Linked DNA regions of Mus musculus: region 2 is linked to region 1. Evidence: chromatin contacts called from public Hi-C data. All regions are on one chromosome and are shown on one strand. Each heading gives the region's core, a stretch centred on a gene start, on an enhancer-like site or on the middle of the called end of the contact. The rest is flanking DNA. Distances are from core to core; before and after follow the strand shown. Region 1 holds the start of 4932435O22Rik (RIKEN cDNA 4932435O22 gene). Region 2 has its middle 18 kb from the start of Gm31318.

Region 1 (5,814 bases), core at 1,622-4,121:
TTCTACTGCTCAGCTCATCCTCTGCTCTCTGTGTCACACAACCAACTTTAATATTTACAAACATCAGAAGTTAGGGCCACATGTCTCTTCCAAGCAATGTTTCAGGATTTATTTGGTAAAACTGACTGCTTGAGAGTTTCCACACACTTCAGGGGAAGGTGGATCCTGCATTCATCAGCTATTCACTTTGTAGTACATTCTTTGTCTTAGGATAAAAGACTATGCCACTACAGTGCAGTTGTGGGAGCCCCACTTCAGTGGTTTAAATAACTAAGTGCCTTTCTCTCCTACCCAATGCTTGTGGGGTGGTTGTCTTGAGCACTGAAGTCTCTCTGTTTATTGTGTCTCCTTGGAGACCAAGTGCTTCTACCACGTTGTTCTGCCCTGTCCTAGGCACTGTGTTCAAAGACCTAGCTAGAGCCGAATGAAGAAGCTCAAGTCAACTTGGTAGAAAAGAGAGAGCAAGAGGAGTATCCTTGCTCAGATGTGTGTGTGTGTGTGTGTGTGTGATGGTTTGAATATGCTTGGCCCAGGAAGTGGCACTATTGGGAGGTGTGACCTTGTTGATGTGTCACTGTGAACATGGGCTTTAAGACCTTCAGCCTAGCTGCCTGGAAGTCAGTCTCCCACCTTCAGATGAAGATGTAGAACTCTCAGCTCTGCCTGCACAATGTCTGCTTGGATGCTGCCATGCTCCCACCTTGATGATGATGGACTGAACCTCTGAACCCGTAAGCCAGCCCCAATTAAATAGTGTCCTTATAAGAGTTGCCTTGGTCATGGTGTCTGTTCACAGTAGTAAAACCCTAACTAAGACTCTGTGTGTGTGTGTGTGTGTCTATAGCTACTGGATTTGTAGGAATTTATTATGGCAGTTATGGAAAGCTATGGAGAGTATCTCAAGTCAACCTGGTTGAAAAGAGAGAGAGCAAGGAGAGTATCCTTGTATCCTTGCTCGGGGGTCATTTTCTCCCTCAGTCCTGTCCTGACATGCCATGTCTGCTGTCAGAATACACGTCCAACAATCCCCACAACTACAGCTTGCGGGCTGCCAGAGACAGAATTCTAAAAATGTTTCCCAAGACCCCCATCCTTTTGTTTTCTAATCCAACTTCGACCTAGGTATTATTGCAAAAGGGCTGCCTAGGCTGGTGTAATCAGCGGGCCTTAAAATAGGCAGCTTGTCTAGGCAGACCAGAGTGATCGCACAAGGCCCTCAGAAACAAAGGCAGAGAGTCAGCGTTCACATATGAGAGGTTTCTATGTTCTGTTGCCGCTTCAGAGATATAAGGGCCACATCCAAATAGCACAGAAGTCCTAGCTTCCCAGAGCAAACCCTACCCAGTGACCAGTCAGGAACGAGAACTTTAGTCCCAGAAACACAAGGAAGCCAAACTAGCCAGGGACTTGAATGAGGGGAAAGCAGATTCACCACACGGCATCCAGTAAAAGGCCGATTAGTAAGACGGCTTGATTTTATCTTTCTGAAATCTGGAGCTAAAGTAGACCTGCTATGGAGTCTCTATACGGTGTCTTAGGTCATAGCTGTGCTTTTCAATTTGGAGGTGGCCCAAACTGGCTGGCCTGGGTTGGTTCAGGCTGTATTACAGGATGGCACATTAGTTATGTCTACTCTACTCTTGCATGTTTGCATACCTGGTGTTGTGGTTTGAATATGAATGGTTCCCAAAGGCTCCTATATTCAAGTGCTTGGTTCCCAGTTTGTGAAATTGTTTGGGAAGGATTAAAAGATGTGAACAACCTTGTTGGAAAAGGTTTCAAAAGCCCACACCATTCCCCGATAGCTCTCCCTCTGCCTGGTGCTTGTTTGTCAGACGGAAGTGCTCACCCACTGCTCCTCTGCCATGCCTGCCTGCCTGCTTCTTTTGTGCTCCCTGCCATGGTGACCTTCCCTGTTCATGGTGACCCATGAACCCCCAAATTAATTTTTTTTAAAAAATACATTTCCTTGGCTGTGGTGTTTTGTCATAGCAATAGAAAAGTAATTAAGACATGTGGTCAGTGTCAGAGGTTCAAGGCCACTTCCAGCCTCAAGAACACAGGCAGTCTTCACTGCATCATGGAGCCGCATATACTATTAGCCCAAATGAGCCATGTGGAGTGAGGGGAGAGGCATTACCAAGAGCCAGGACGTCCCATTCTCTGTTAAAGGAAAGATCTGGAAAACAGAGACCTACAATCTACTCTGCATATCCCCCACTGGTGATTTAACAGGACCCCACCCCCACCCCAATCCCGCTGTGTTCTCCCAACACCCATCTTCAACCTGTCACCTACCTGCTTCTTCAGTTTCCACTCCCCTGTGTCTCCCACATTGGAACATCATAAGTTCCGCACAAGTGGAAAGTTGTGTCTAGATCAGATCTGGCACATAACAGGTGGTCAGTGTGCATTCCTTGAATGGTCTAAATCTGATCCCACTACCCACGTCCACATCATGAGTTGTGATTCATTTTGTGTGGGAAAAGCAGCCACTATCCTAGCTCGGGGAGATGGACTGAAAAACCTCATCACGTTGGAAAACAAACCAATTTCCTGCACTGATTTGGAACCTCTGATGAGCCCGAAGAGTTGGAGATGTTCTAAAAATAACTCCCACAAAGCCTCACTGTGACAACACGTTTCTCCCCCTCTGACCTGCCCGATGGAGGGGCCCGGGCCTAATAAATTCAAACAACAGGGCATGCCAATCCCCAGAGACTTCACTCCTGGGGCTAAGATAATAATCCCAGGGTTTTGGCAGGCATTCCTGGATCGCACTCAGCTTCTCTTGCATGAAAGGACAGGCCGCCCCTGCCAAATGGAACCACCTTGGAGAAGCTGGCTGGGCTGCAAGTGCTATCCTCTGCAGTCAGCAACTGGCAAGTTCAACTGGTGTCTGTGGGGCGCCAGGCACAGCCTCTGTTAACCCTTTCACCGCCCGCCCTGAAGAGTGAACACCATTCTGCTCCCCACCGAAGATGGGAAGTGAACTCTCTTTCCTGATATGACAGGGACAGGAGATACCACAAAGCTTCAAGGTCAAGCCCGTGATTCAGGTTGGTACCCTTTCTACCAGGTCAAGTGGGTGGAAGGTTCTAGAACTACTGAAACTGGATTTTTCCAGGGGGTGAATAGGGCAGTGTTGGGACAGTACTGGGGTGTGTGTGTGTGTGTGTGTGTGTCCTGGCTTACCGTGTTCCCCAGTCCCTTCCAGGAGTCCTGGGGTCTGAAGGGAAAGTGGTGGCATCAATGCAGTCGGATGTGTGAGAAGCAGGGACAGACACCATTACAAGTCTTGACTAGAATCACAGCACCATAGACCCAGGAGTCTTCCCACCATTCTTAGCACCACTGCCATGTATTATCTATGATATTAATTATTTATCAGTAGTAGTTATAGCCATCACCACCACAGCTAGATCATTAATATTTACCAACAATTAATAGCATTAATATTTATTAATATTAATCTCCATTAATAAGATGTAGAAATGCTTGTCAATTTATCAATAAATATTAATGGTATAATATTTATTATAATAATGAATAGTTATCACAAATGCTATCCACCAGGCATTAACGAGCCTAGTATAAGGTTTGGGGAGAGGGCTCAGGCTCAGTTCAAATCCTCAACACCCGAATCAAAAGGCTGGTGGTGTGGTGAGCAGCTGCACATTAGCACTGGGGAGGCAGAGACAAGAGGATCCCTAGTGCTGAGAGCCAGCCAAGCTGGCTGAAGTGATGAGCGTCAGGTTCAATGAGAGACCCTGCCTCTAAACATAATATAAGCTGGAGAATGATTGAGAAAGACTCCCAGCATTGGCCTGGCCTTCACAAAACATGCACACATGTGTGTGCAAGAGTGTGTGTGTTTGGACACACACACCACACACATATACACAAGCACGCACTTACGTATGAACATGTACACTTTGTACACACACAGAAGAAAGTCTTAAGACATTATCAATTTTAAAAAATTGTATGTGCCTGTGTGTGTACTCGGACAAATTTATGTGCACTGTGTACATGTGGGTACCCATGGAAGCTAGAGGGCAAGAGATTCCTGCAGCAGGAGTTAGAGATGGTGGTGAACTGCCTGATATGGGTGTTTGAAACCGAGCCTGGGTCCTCCAAGAAAGCAGTAAGCACTCTTAATTGCTGAGCCACCTCTCTAGCACTTCGAAGGGAGAAATGAAAAGGTAAATGCAAAACCTACTATAGGTATTAAAATAATACACTTGACAGAAAAGGAAACTGAGGCACAGCTTAGGTTCCTGGATGAGCATAGCCTTCAATAAGCAATGGAGCTGGGGAGGGCCTGGCTGGCCAGTGCGAGGGCCCAGCCTTACGTTTACTTTCCATAATATCTGAGAAAGCAGATTCCCGGCTTCCACTTGAAATGTTATATTTATTGAGTGCTCTGGCGTCGCTCACTGAGAGCAAGGGGAGGGTTGGGAGGGCATGGTGCCAGGGGACCCAGGATCAGAGGGGTGCTGACCCCTCAGAGACTGAAGTGGGGGATGGCACCATCAGATGTATTAAAATGCAAATTTCTGCCTTGCTTGCTGGTTTATCATCTGACTCGTTATACAATTTGCCAGTTATAGAAGAAAAATTACCATAATGGGGCCCTAGGGAATGGTTGTAAAAAGGAGACCAAACGTTACTTATCAGCCGTTCCACTACAATTATCTTCTGCGTTTGTTCTCTTCCTCTTCGGAAACATGAAACCGTCATGTGCCAGGGACTAGGCGCTGCCTGGGCAGAGAGAGTAAAGCGGCTGTAACTGTGATCTGCTTTCCCGCTCTACTCCCTGCCCCCTCCGCACTCAACCCCACTCCAGTCCTGCCCAGTGGCCGCTACCTCCCCTCAGCAGTGGTCCTCCAGGGTAGGACCGGAGGACACTTCCAATCAGAAAGGAGGTAGAAGCTCTGGGTGAAGTTTTGAGTGTTTCCAGGACAGCCTCTTTCGGGGGCGGGGGGGGGGGGGCGGGGCGGGGCGGGGCTTGATTGGAGGTGGGGCAACTGAGTATCTTTCTCGACTCAGTAGGTGCCAGACAGGTTTACTCAGGACCCAGGCAGGCACCAGAGAGCCAGGCTTCTGCAAAAGTGTACAGTTATTGTGTCTGGCACTCCCATTCTAATTTCACCCCTGCCCTGACGACTCTCACTCCCAGGATAGCTTTCGATCCTGTATCTGCCAGCTTTCTTCTCTCCTGGGGCTCCTTGCAACTCCATTCTCTCAGTGTCTAGCCTTGTACTTGGAACATAATAAGCAGGACATAAATATTTGATGAATGAATGAAAGTGTGTCTGTGAGCCCGTGCCCGTGTGTTTCCAGGTTATTCCAAAGTTGTCATCCCCACAGGCTGACTTCTTTTTAGGTCCAGCCAAGTCTTCTCTAAGCCCCAGGGCCTCTGCCGATTTCTTGGGTTTCTGGAGCCTGCATATTCAAACAGGCAGGGGAGCTGATAACTGCGCCCCGCCAGCTGTCTGTGCATATTGCTTAGATATTTACACTTTCCCAGACCTTAGGCGGCTCTGTCATTCTCTTAGAATTCCTTTTGTCTTAGTTCCTGGGGCTCCTCATTTGCCTCTGCCACAGTATGAAAGGTAAACCCTCTTTGCCTCTGAGTTAAATTTACAAAGCATGAATCCAAAGCCACTCACCGAGCGCTCAGCCTCCTGCTTAGCGGGGATCTCTGTGATACCTGGCTTCTCCAGCTCTCTGCAGGAGAGAGGGTGCAGGCAGAAATGTTGCTTACACAAAACTTCTTTGATGTTACTATCCTCTAGCTGTAGGAGCCCT
Region 2 (6,314 bases), core at 2,460-4,959, 160 kb after region 1:
AGCCAGAAATATTTCCCAGTCTGGACCTGTGTAGGAAGCACGTACAGATCTCTCAAGGGCTGCTTGGAAAAACCGAACTGGGGATGGCTTACATGGCCAAAGTCAAGCAAGGCCTCTAGCACTTCTTCCTCAAGTCCAGACCTGATGATCTCCTGCAGGAGACCTGGGTCTGCCAAGCAGCCTCCGAATTCACTTCCACAACCAATCAGCAGCTCAAATGGTCTCTGTCCACCTCACAGACCTCATCGTGGTTGGAATAGTGAGATGACTCCAGGAGGCAGAGCTGGTTGCTGCTGGCCTGTCCTAGGGAAACTAGACCCTGGCCCTGGCTAGGACAGGAAGCTGATCCATGCTCTCGGTTAGTTCCATTTCTGTTTCTGGGATGAAATCGCTGACAGAGGCAACTTAGGAAAGAGGAGTGGTTATTTTAGTTCATGGTTTTGTGGTGAGAGAGGCATGACAGCTGGGGCTCTGTCCCTGGTGGATAGCACTTATTGCATGAACTGTAACATCTAGAAAGATCGGGAAGAGTGAGCGATGGAGGGAGGGAAGGAAAAGAGAGGAGAGAGGGGAGAAGGAAGATGCGGGCGCGGGGGGGGGGGGGGAGGGAGATTTGGAAGGAGGAGGGAAGGGGAGAGAATGAGAATGATCCTGGGTCAGAGGTCAACAGAGCTTTTGATGCTCACACAGTGGTGACCCACTTCCTCCAGTCAGGTCCCGCCTCCCAAGGTTTCCATAACCTCACCTAAGAGCGCCATTGTCTGGGAACCAGATATTCAAACACACTAGCCTTTGGCAAATGCTCTGAGTCCAAACCCTAAGAGCCAGCCCTTCTCGTGGTCTCTTGGTCAGCATTGCCTGGATGAGGTCTTGCTGGGGCATTGGCCAGCTGTTACCACACTCTTCCTCCACACACCCCGCTTCTCCTCCATCTTCCCAGAAGAAGAGAAGACTCTTCCCCAATACCTTTTGCTCTTCATCTTGAGGCCCCAGAGGTTCTCATCAATAATCCAGAGTAGCATCTGGGATGTGGGGCTGGCCTGGACCTTGCTAAGGACACACGACAGGGCACACACATTACTACTCACCACGATTATAGTCATGTGGCTCTCAGCTGCTCCTGCCTTCTGACACCATCATAGTCTTCTACCAATGGCTCCATCCCATTTTCAATAGAACAACTTAAAACAATTTGAACATCCTTGCCTCCAGTCACCAAGTGTAAGAGTGGCAACTCAGCTCTGCTGTGTTCTAGAAGTTTCCACCGCAATCATCAACTAAAAATGATATGTTTCCTTGTCTCAGAGTTAAGCCAGCGTGTTTTTTTTTTTAAATATATCAATAAACACGCAGTGTCTGTGGCAAGCATAACACTGTACAAGCACAACAGGGAACTTCCAGGATACATTGAAACCTATAAGTCTGGCCAGAGGGTTTGAGTTCTCAACTGGCATCAGCCATGTTGGGTGTGGTACAGACAGGAAAAGGAAGAGGTGGGTCGCAAGAAGCAACAGAGGCCAAATTGCTCAGTTGCTTCTCCACTGTAATTACACAAAGGGTTATAGGAGCCACCGCTTCCTCCAGCCTCTGCTTCCTCAGGACCGTACACAGGGATGCAAGGATGTGCTCCCAGCTTCCTGACCACACAGGGGCAACCACCATGTATCATGCAGCAATCACATTACCCACTGGAGGATGTTCTGGGGTTTGCAGTGATGTCCTCTCTATCGGGCCGCCCAGGAGCCACTTTATATTCGTCTTTGATAAATGGTTGCACTTTTATAGTCTAATTGGTAATAGAAACAACACTCAGAGTCTTGGAGAAGCCTTAGGTCCCAGCTCAAATGGGAGATGAAAGTGTTTCTGATGAGAGGGGAGGGCGGTCATGCCAAACAGAAACAAAAAGCTGATAAGAATAAAAGGCAAGGACCAGGGGGTGGGGGAGGGGGAGCTCTCAGCAAGCGGAGGGTATCAGGGAGTAGAGGCTGGCCTGTGTGTGCCTCCAGATCAGCCATCTGCAGCTGTACTTGTGGCCTGGAGGAGGGGAGCGGCCTTCCCTGGGGAAGCAGAATGAGGAGATTTCCAAGTGAGAAGTCAGTATCCTTGTGTGCACGTGAAATGTGTGTATACGTGTGTGCAGGTGCAATCAACCTTTGTGTGTTAATGGAGGCCGCAGGGTGACATTGGATATCTTTCTTTATTGATCTCCCCTGTAATTTTTGAGACAGTATCCCTCACCAAACCAGGAACCTTCTAATTTGGCTAGGCTGGTGAATCCCAGAATCTACCCCTGTCTATTCTACACCTCCACTCTGGGATTACAGACATGAGCCGCTGCACCTGGCTTTTATGTAGGATTCTGAGGATTTGAACTCAGGCCCTTGAGCTTGCACCAGCTCTCTACCCACTGAGCCATGCGCCCCAGCTTGCAGGTCAGCATTCTTGAGTAACCAAAGAGAGAATGCTGGGATACAGTTACTAGGCACAGGGGATGGCCAGCTTTGGGGGTCCTGCTCACACCCCCAGCCTCACTGCCCTCCAGCAGGGAATCCCATAACCATCTCATCCCCACATCTGTGAGTCCTGAGATCTCCCATAGGAAAGCTCATATCCAGTTCTACATTCAGGGCAGTGCTGGGATCTCTGTGTCTAACAAGTCCTAGGTCACACTGATGCCGTGGGTGTGTGGATCACTTTCAAGGAGTTACCAAGGAGACAGAGCAAGGAGCCTAATCCTGAGAGACTGGTCTTTGCAGTGACCTATGGGGTCAAGTCCTCCAATCTTGTTTTGTTTTTGTTTTTGTTTTTGTTTTACCTGCTGTGTGACCTCCAGCACAGTTGTTCTGTTAACCTTGCTGAGACTCAGTTTCTCACTTATCAAATGTCGATAAAAACATAGTCAGGAGATGGCAGAGAAGACCTTAGTTAAACACATTGAGCTCAGTGCCTTGGATGCACTGACCCCACAGGGATGAGAAGACATGGATTCTATCAAGTAACTCACCATGCGGAGACCTTAACCCGACTAAGGGAGCAGATCTGGGATGGCGGGGGGGGGGGGGGGTGGGGTGGGTGCGGTTCTCCAAGAAACTGCCTTAGGAGGCCACCTTGTTCTGGAAGATGATCTCCCAAGGCAGAGAGCATGCCCTCTGTGTAGCTGGACTCTCAGGTCCAGGAGGGACAGAGCCCAATTGCAAATCAGAGGGACATGGAACAGATATGGTCTCTCTATACACATCTGTTGTAGAACAAAGCCAGGTTCAAAGTTAAGGCACCAGAAAGGGCTGGGCATAGAAGGAGAGGGATAGGGGGGTGGGGGGAGATGAAAAGACTCCCCACCTACCCCCAACCTCTACTTATATACAGATTCCCCAGAACTAATAAAAGGCCCAAGCCCATTTAATGGCACTTGACTTGGAGTGTGTGTATGTATACATGGACATATATGCACTTCACGTGTCCCTGAGCAGATTCCATGAGCTAGCCTGGGAAATGGACACGGGTGGGGAAAGGAGCCAGACACGCCCACCTGGAGACAGGTCAGTGGGTTTAACCAGAGCTGTGGCCAGTGATGGCTCTCCGAGGAGCAGGATTTCTCAGCTGGGCTCTGCTGACATTTTGGGAAGACTATTTGTGCTGTGGAGGCTGTCCTGTGTTGTGGAGACGTTTCGAGCCTCCCCAGCCTGTACCCACGGGGTGCCAAGAGAACCCTCCCACCCTCGTCGTGACAATCAGAACATGTCTTCAGACATTGCCAAATGTTCTTTGGGGACAAAGCCACCCTCGGTGACAACCATTCCATAGATCCTGTCTTGGGACCATAATGCAAGACACTGGGTTGGGGCAAGCCTGTGAATGGAGTACCCAGGCCACCAGCCCAGCGTCCTCTCTGCCAGCTGCAGGAGGCTCTGGCTGGTAGCTCTTCCAATGCCTTTTCCAGTGCTTAGTGTTCAGTCTGTTAGATCCTGGCTTCCGGTCCTCTCCAGGCTCCTGCCTAGAGAGGGGAATTAGGTTCCAAATGCAGCAACCCATCCCTCCCCAATCCACTCTCCTCACTCCCAAGCTTCATATCTCTATAAAGGGGGCCCTACTGGAGTTCGGGGGGGGGGAACCATCTTTGGAAAGGGCAGGGCTGGAGTTGGCACCGGGAGTCCTGATGGAGAAGCCAGGGGGTGCGGAGGCTGAGTGGGGGAAGAGAATGTTATCACAGAAACCTGATTTTTCTACACACTCTATCAGCTCCCCATCTGCTCCTTGATTAAACGTATTGCCGCGCTCCCTCCCCACGTGCCCGCTGCCAGGACGTCTCTGGAGCCCTGATTACATCTGTGGAGAGAGCCTCAAACCTCACAGATGAGCGAGCCTATCGATCAGCCTGGCAGCTGACGTGTGTTTCAAAATGTAGAGGCGGATGGGCAGTTTAACTGCCAGGCCGAAGGGTAGAGAGGGCTCTTACCCTTAAAGGAAAGGCCTCCATCTTCCCCGTCACCATCACCGCAGCAACAAGCCCAGGATGGTGCTCAGTCTAATAACCCCATGCAACTCTGAGACTCTGAGACCTTAGGTGACACCCCTCCCTCCCCTCACTCAGTTTCCCTCTCCTTAGCAGGAGGACATGACAGCTGAGTTGGTGGATACAGAGTGAGTGACCTTCAGAGTCAACAGACTATAGCCCTGTCACTGACTCACAACCTGCCAGTCCTGTGTCCTGTGAGCCAGCAGCCTGGGTGTCTCCCTGGAGCTTGTTACACATGCAGGCTCTCAGGCCCAGCCGGGGCCAGGCCTAGGCTGGATGCATCGGGAACTACCCTTTAACAAGCTCCCCCGGTACCTCACGGACACGTTACAGCCAGCGCGCCGAGCACGCCGACAGCTCCGTTCATTTAGCTACTTCAGAGGTGAACATGTAAAAGAAATCTCTCAAAGGGAATAACTCACCACCTTCCCTGGCCTCAGAAAACTTTTCACAGAGATTTTTTTTTCTTCCTGCCCAGGAACTTTAACCCTGAGAAGCAGGCAGCTTTGAAATCCTGGTGGTTTGAGCCTCGAGATGAAAATCCTCATTCCATCAGTCCCTCAACGAGCCTAGGGATGAAAAAGAAAAGCTCGTCCTGCCCCAAGAAAAGGCCTCTCTTGGGGGATAGGCAGACCCCTCTTCCGTTCCTTGAAAAGATGCCCGTCCACGGTAAGGGTTTCAAGCAGCTAGATTTCTCCTTGCTGGAGTTTGGCCAGAGTCTCGCAAGCTCCATCCTTCTCTTGGGACTCTCTGTATGAGTGGCCAGTGGTGGCTCTAACACATTTCCAGAAGTTCGGTGGCTTGAAACAACGGGGCTCGTCATTCTTTCACTGGTCTGAAAGCCAGAAGACTGAACTTGAGGTGTGACCAGGGTCCCCCTCCCTTTGGAGGCTCCAGAGGGGACTCATCCTTGCCTATACCTGTTTACAGCGGCTGCACCTCTCCTCTCTGCCCAGGGCCACAGAGCCTCTGCTCCTCTGACATGTTAGAGATCCAGCCTCCCTCCTCTTTCTTTTTATGCTCCTTAGGCGGCATCCCAGTGATCTCGATTAAGCTCACCTCACAGTTCTTGGTTACATCAAAAAAAAAAAAAATATATATATATCTTTTCCCATAGAGTCCAGGTGTGAGCCACATAATCACGAGTCACAGAAACTTGTGCCTACCTTTAGGGGGTTACCTACCACAGTCTCCAGTGGAATCCTAGGTATTACAGCTTGGATGGGCAGTGTCCCCATCACCACCAGTTGGTGGCGCCATTGAGAGGTAAGTGAATTATGGAGGGTATTTAACCTCAAGGATGGATTAATCCATGGATGGGCTCACAGAAGAACTGTTGGGGCGGGGGGGGGGGGGGGGCAGGGGATGTAGGCCCCTGGAGGTGTGAATGTGAAGGTGTATTTTAGTTGGGCTTCGCTCCTATCTGCCTTAGTTGACAAGGAAGCCACCAAGAGTGTTTGAACCAGATGCATAGGAGGGGAAGTGACCTCCCTTCTGAGAGAGCCCTGTGCAAGGGGTGATGGCCTGCAATGAATGTTTCAGGAGAGAAGCAGCCTTGATAGTATACCTGAAGTGTGGGGGTGGGGGTGGGAGGTGTGGGAGGAGGGAGGAGGTGTGGGGTGTTTCGGCCAGAGGGAAGAGTGTGAGAAACTCCGAGCCTCTGTGTACGTTATCCTGGAGTTATGGAGTGTGAGAGATGAACCAGAGACCCCAGCAGCTCCACAGAGCAAAACTCCTCCCTCCTCTCATCAGAGAGTGAAAGTCTGTAGCCTGTGGGTCATGGAGGCAACACAACACT

What was found. Hi-C and Micro-C count contacts between places; a contact is called where the count stands out from the background.
Region 2: a contact with region 1 is called in a Hi-C map of cerebral cortex, with 1.7 times the contacts expected there. The contact joins the enhancer-like site here to the promoter of 4932435O22Rik in region 1. A contact is called at or near these places in 3 of 484 Hi-C or Micro-C datasets (cerebellum, cerebral cortex and nephron progenitors) and 2 of 115 datasets of contacts at active chromatin or transcription factors (VIP interneurons and double positive thymocytes).

What each region holds. Positions count from the first base shown.
Region 1 is chr11:114,445,917-114,451,730 of GRCm38.p6, reverse strand. It overlaps 4932435O22Rik (RIKEN cDNA 4932435O22 gene), which reads left to right and starts at 2,871. Exons shown (of 3, transcript NR_027643.2): 1 at 2,871-3,059.
Region 2 is chr11:114,282,851-114,289,164 of GRCm38.p6, reverse strand. No RefSeq gene overlaps it. Among named protein-coding and RNA genes, the nearest start is that of Gm31318, 18 kb to the left of the region's middle. Within about 2 kb of position 3,709, at least 17 of the 459 cell types and tissues checked have an H3K27ac peak or open chromatin away from gene starts, as enhancers often do. A contact at or near this core is called in VIP interneurons and cerebral cortex, where this site is marked.